2 separate regions of the Pan troglodytes genome follow, and region 2 is linked to region 1. The links are chromatin contacts, called in public Hi-C maps. All regions are on one chromosome and are shown on one strand. The core of a region is the stretch at or near the end of the contact, and the rest is flanking DNA. Distances in the headings are between cores, read along the strand shown.

Evidence for each region. Hi-C and Micro-C count contacts between places; a contact is called where the count stands out from the background.
Region 2: a Hi-C map of stem cell-derived neural progenitor cells shows a contact between it and region 1, with 4 times the contacts expected there. The contact joins the promoter of LOC100614109 here to the promoter of LOC100613860 in region 1. A contact is called at or near these places in 3 of 7 Hi-C or Micro-C datasets (induced pluripotent stem cells and stem cell-derived neural progenitor cells), 1 of 1 datasets of contacts at active chromatin or transcription factors (stem cell-derived excitatory neurons) and 1 of 1 other capture datasets (stem cell-derived neural stem cells).

Annotation. Positions count from the first base shown.
Region 1 is chr9:49,382,346-49,385,472 of NHGRI_mPanTro3-v2.0_pri, reverse strand. It overlaps LOC100613860 (putative uncharacterized protein FLJ41423), which reads right to left and starts at 1,536. Exons shown (of 1, transcript XM_003312999.5): 1 at 433-1,536. The coding sequence starts at 1,536. The coding sequence ends at 1,033.
Region 2 is chr9:49,779,244-49,782,370 of NHGRI_mPanTro3-v2.0_pri, reverse strand. It overlaps LOC100614109, which reads right to left and starts at 1,515. Exons shown (of 2, transcript XM_003313000.5): 1 at 1,286-1,515; 2 at 643-1,008. The coding sequence starts at 1,415. The coding sequence ends at 776.

The sequences.
Region 1 (3,127 bases), core at 287-2,786:
CAGGGCCTGGAAAGCTTGTGTCTGAATCTCCAGCAATCCATGGCTGGCTGATTTCTTCTAAAGTCAGCCAAGTTGGAGCCTGGCAGGTTGAAAGACCATTTCACTGGCGACACAGAACCCATTCCCCATGCGTTTCACCACCAACAGTTCTCTTGTCCTACCTGCGTTCCTCCTTGGCAGGCAGTTTACCAGACATCCAAGCACCAAAGGGGGCCATGTGGATCTGGCCTGGTCGTCCGTACAGCTGGAGGAGCCACGCCTCTTCCTGCCCTTTCTCAGGAAGCAAAGCACCTACTGTCTTCCCGCAGAGCCAGGGCAAGCATGGGCTTGGGAATGGAGCACACCTGCCTCCCCAGTCTGGCTCTCTGCCCTTTAATAATCGTGTCCCTGGGCCGGACGCGGTGGCTCACGCCTATAATCCCAGCACTTTGAGAGGCCAAAGCAGGCGGATCACCTGAGGTCAGGAGCTCGGAGACCAGCCTGGCCAATATGGTGAAACCCCATCTCTATTAAAATACAAAAATTAGCTGGGCGTGGTGGCGCGCGCCTATAATCCCAGCTACTCAGAAGGCTGAGGCAGGAGAATCACTTGAATCAGGGAGGTGGAGGTTGCAGTGAGCTGAGATCACGCCATTGCACTATAGCCTGGGTGACAGTGAAACGCCATCTCAAAAAAAAAAAAAAAAAGTGTGTGATCCTACATTCTCCCTCTCTGGCCTTTAGCTTGGTATTATAAAAATGGGGATACTATTTCCTTGGAGAGTTATATGTAGATTTAGTGAGCACAGAGCTTTTAGATCCAGGTTTCATGGAAGCACCAAAGTGTCTGTTAGGAGTGGGGAGGTTGCTACATGGTGAGGGACAGGGCCTTAGGTGCCCCATCCCCTTCCATCAGAGGCGCTTCCCTGGTGTTTGTTTACACGGCCAGGTTAGGCTTGCGATTTTGGATGGAGGAAAGGGTTATGCAGCTGAAAGAAAGCAGAAAGACCGCTGCTCTAGTTGTTGAGGAAGTGCTGGGCACCCAGCGGGCACTTAATAAATGTTAGCACTTTCCCTCTCCTCGCCCCCATCATTCTCCCCCCTGGATTCTTTATTAGATGGCTCGGTGAAAACCTGGACCCAGATGAATGGAGAGAAGGCAGCAGGCAGAAGATGGAGTGCTTTTAAAATATCAAGCGAATCACTGCAGGTGTGGAGTGCCTGGCGGGGGCTGGGGGTCACGGAGGCTGTGACCCAAATACAACGGGGCACAGGCTTACCGCAGCTCCACACTGAGGGCTCCTGCCTGCAACCAGCACAGAAAAGGCTCCCCAGAAACAGGGGAACCGGCCCCTGCCCCACCAACGCCGTTCGCAACAGGCTCACCCCCTCCTCCTCCTCCTCTCCTGAATGGAAGGACCCAGAGGAAAAGAGAGAGCTCTGAAATGTGCGAAGGGGCACAAGAGGTGGGGAGGCCCAGTGGGCTGACCTGGCTGCTTCTTGCAAATAAGCGGGGCCTGCTGCACTGCGAGGGCACCGAGAAGAAAGAGCTGCCATCAACCCTGCCGGGTTTTTCTCAGATCCTCTGAAAATGGATCTCCCGGGAGCAGCTCGGCAACCGGAGCCATAGCGCCACCTACAGGCTTCCTTCTGCCATGCACTTTGCCTTCAAATGCCCCTTTTCAGGGGCAGGTATTACACGCTAGGTGTGCCAGGGGCGGGAGCTCACATCAAATCCACTGAACTGCGAGGTGTCGTGTTGCTGATACGCTCAGACAAATGAGCTTGGTGTAGAGAGAACGGTCGTTGCTAACGTGTATCTTGCAGGCAGGGTGTCAGGGCTGCGCTCCAGGCAGGAAGCTGGCAGAGTTGACAGCCAATCTCCCATCTTTATGATGGGGAAACTGAGGCCGAAACTGTCCACAGTTACACAGTGAGTTGAAGGCAGAGCTAGGACAGGAAGTATTCTGTGCCTCTCCACTTGGATGGCTGTTCCCCTGTTAATTCCGCAATAACTGTACTGTGACAGCCACAGGAGCCTGCAGCACACACACTAAAGAGTGGCTCCTTTTCACTCAGAAATGTCAGGAGATGGGGCCAAGTTTAGAGGTTGCAGCTACAGATAAGCCTCCGAATACGGGCTCCATGGGGCCTGGGGATAGGCCCCTGCTCTGAATGTGGGTGTGAGAGGATTTAGTTCGCAGAACTGACTTTCCCTCCTACACACCGTGTCACGCTCACACTCTCCATCTAGCAAACTGTTTGCCCTTTATGGCCCACTCACAGGTTGCTGTCTTCCAAAGCCTTCTCTGATCCCTTCTCCCTGCCAGTGGAGTCCGTCATCTGTGCCACCACAGTACTTATTTGAGACATTGATCATTGAACAGGTTCCTCTGTATTATGATGATTTCTGTGTCTGTTTGTCTAAATGGAGAGTTCTGGTGTCTCCAAAGCTCAGCCCAGAGCCAGACACAAAGCAGGTGGTCGCTCCAAAAAGGATGGGTAGATGGAAGGATGGGTGGGTGTGTGGGTGGGTGGGTGAGTGGATGAAAGGGTGGGTGGATGGATGGGTGGGTGGGTGGGTGGATGAAAGAGTGGGTGGATGGATGGGTGGGTGGGTGGGTCGAGAGATGGATGAGTGGGTGGACAGCAAATGAAGCACACCTAGAGGATGGGGAACTACTCTATTCTATATTCTAGAACAGGGATAGCATCTGTTTCTAAGGAGACCTACATCTAAAAGCATCTGCTCCCAAGTCTAAGTCAAAAAGCATAACAGGGTGTGCATGCTAAGGGCGGTTGGGCTGGCCCCCTCCTCCTCCTGACTGCCCCTTCCCCCTGGTTTCCCAGATAACCCATTAGAAACCTGCCAGGGGTCTCCAAGGTGTAGTTCCCTGAATGCCTGCAGCAGAATCACCTGAAGAGTTTGTTAAAATGCAGGCTTCTGGGCCCTTCCCTCAGAGATTCTGATTCTGCGAGCCTGAGCAAGGGCCTGGGAATATGTATGTTTAAATCAGCACCAACAAAGTGAGGCTGATGTGAAGGTAAGTTTGATACCACTCATCAACACAGTACAAGGACATGCCAGAAACTGCCTTTGCTGACAGTCCACCCACAAAGGCTTAAAGAAACGACCCTGCCTCACAGA
Region 2 (3,127 bases), core at 266-2,765, 400 kb before region 1:
ATTCTGGTGACTAGTGTGCCATTTTCTCAATGTTCACAGTTATTATAACTTTAAATATTTTACCCATATCCTGTAACAATGTCATCCAAGTGTTCTTTAAGTGGTGGTGCTGAAAAACGCACCTGAAAATCGATAACATTGGAAAGGAAGTGAGATGTGATAAAACGTTATGAAGAAGGCCAAACCACCGGCAGGAAATGCTGCACTGTTAATTTAGCAGAGAGTGCGTTATGAAATATTAGCGATAATGCCAGGGAAATAAAAAGCAGCATTAAGGCAAAAATATGCCACAATTGGAGTAATGTATGCAACCCATCCTTTCTACTTTGCATTCATTTCTCTGGCAAAATTAGTCAGAAATTATGCACGCTTTGAATTATGCAAGGTGTTCAGGACCACATGCTTTGCATAAAACGCTACTGCCCTGAGGTTCTCAGTGGGTGGAAGAATGAGTGACCATATTCTAGGGTTATCTTAGGCCAGGCCGTTGTACCCTCCTGTCCTAGGTGGGGATGCAGTGACCTCATCTGTAAAATGGGACCGTTGGACTGGCTTGTCTTTCTTTCCTTATTAGACTATGTCGAGACAGGCACCATTATATTTCTGACCCAAAAGTGTCTTTTGCTGGACGGATCCCACAGCTGATACCAAACTTGTCTTTATTAACTGTGAGGCTGGCCATTCAAACACCAGGTGCCAGAGAGGGTCCCTCACTCATCGGAGTCCAGGTGGGATGAATCCTCGGAGGCAAGGTCCCTCCACCTTCACCCTAGAGTCACACAGAGACTTGCCCTGGCAGCTGGTGACAGGTGGGTGGGAGAAGAAAAGGCCCCTGGGGAGCAGGAGAAAGCCAGGTGCCATGGGGACCCAGCGCCGCTGGAGGGCAGCACCAGCACACAGCTGAGGCCGCCTCTCCCGGAGCCCGGAGGGAGCTGGGTTCCGGTCGCCAGCGGTGCCCGGGTGAGCAGTTCACCCTCACGTCCCTGCTCTTACGAAGTTCCCATTCTTCTGGAGAAGACAAAATAAACGTGAACAAATGAACAAGTGTGCATGGTCATGCAGCAAGTGTTGGTACAAACAAGATAGTGGTGGGGGTGGGGACACCGTTAAATAGGGGCCAGGGAGGCCTAACCCGGGAGGGGATAGCTGAGATGCCACTTGAGTGGGGAAAACAGCCCGAGATCTGAAGGTTTCATGGAGAGGGGAAGGGGCCCCTAGAGGAGTCGGGAAAGCCTGGGTCAGGGAAGACGAGAAAACTGAGGAACAGAGAAGCCAGGTAACTTACCCAGGGTCATAGAGCCGGTGAGCTGGGGACAGCGCCTGTCAACGCCCGAGAGCCTTCCACGGCACTGGTTTCTCCGACCTTCCTCTCTAAACAGGACCGTGACAGTGACAGGTTCTGCCCCACTCCCCATTTCTGACCGCAATCTCCATAAGGAAACAGGGCAGGGATCACTGGCTGTGAGCCCAGCAAGTCCCCTCCCGTGGCTTTCTCAGTTATTAAATGGAAGGGTGGGTCCCCCCATAACTCCGAAGCTCCTCTCTCTAAGCGTCCGCGGGCCGGGAACGCCTGAATTCTGGCTCCCGAGCACCTTCTTGTGGACAGTTTTGGAATCACACGCTCAGCGAGAAACGGTCGTGGGAAAATGGTCTGTGCTAATTTCGGAGAGGCCAGTGGATTGGAAGGTATCACTGAGGGTGGGTGCACGTGTGTGTATGTGTGCGCGCGCACGTGCATGCGTGCATGCATCTGTGTGCCTGTGTGTGTTGGTCTGTGTGTGAATGTACCTCTGTGCGTATCTGTGTGTATGGTTGTGTGTGAGCATATACTGCTTGAGCCCGTGTGTGTGTGAGTGTGTGTGTGCACTAATGTTTGTTTATATGGGCACAGGCACACACATGTCCATGTCCATGTGTGTGTACCTGCATCTGTATTTTTTCGTCTGGTGTGTGGGCTTGTTTTTGTGTGCCTGCATGCATGTGCCCATGTGCGTGTGTGTTTTGGGAACTGGGACACAGAGGATGATATGAGAAGTCCCCAGTCTTTCTCACAAAGGCCTAACCACTCTCCCTGAAGCCAGCTTTCTCCCCTACTTGCTTCTGTCTGCACCATCACCTGAGTTCTCTCACCTGAACTTTCCACCGACATTTTTTGATGATTTTTCTGTTTTGTGTCCGTAGAGGCTCATTTGAATGTTACAGATCATAGCTCAAGAAATGATTCTCAGGCCGGGCATGGTGGCTCATGCCTGTAATCCCAGCACTTTGGGAGGCTGAGGCAGGTGGATCATCTGAGGTCAAGAGTTCAAGACCAGCCTGGCTAACATGGTGAAACCCCATTTCTACTAATAATAACAAATTAGCCAGGTGTGGTGGCGTGTGCCTGTAATCCCAGCTACTCGGGAGGCTGAGGCAGGAGAATCACTGGAACCGGTGAGGCAGAGGTTGCAGTGAGCCGAGATCCCTGGGTGACACAGCGAGACTCCGTCTAAAAAAAAAGAAAGAAAGAAAGATGTGATTCTCCTCTAGTCTACTCACCCAAATCATGAGTTTCACTTCTCAGGTAGGCTGATCACCCACTGTCCTGTTGAGACCTGGGGACTTGTACAAAGTCGTACCCTGGAGGGTTGAGCAGAAAACCAGGCACATAGTAACTAAGACAATGGAGCGTTAGCAAAGCACTCCACACATCCCGTTCACATGTGTGTCTTACTTGACTCACAGACTGATCTTTCGCCCTTTTTTTTTTTCCTTTTTGTGGTGAACAGGGTCTTGCTATATTGCCCAGGCAGGTCTCAAACTACCGGCTGATCTTTCAAGCCTAGGCAAGGTGAGGCTAATTATTCCCATTTTACAGATGAAGACACTGAGGCTCAGAGAGGGAAATAATGAAAATAGTACTGCAGGAACCATCTAACCAATATGCAAACTCTCTCATCCAGTTTTCATAACATCATCAATTCCCTTCTTTAAAAGACAAGGAGATGGAGGCTTTAAAAATGTGAGGCGAGTACTTAATGCCATATAGCCAATCAGTAGTTGAGGCAGGATTTGAATCTCGCTCCGGAGGCTAAAGCCCAAGTCCTAAACACAATGGCAGGCGTGAGGGCCCTGGGCACACACTGAC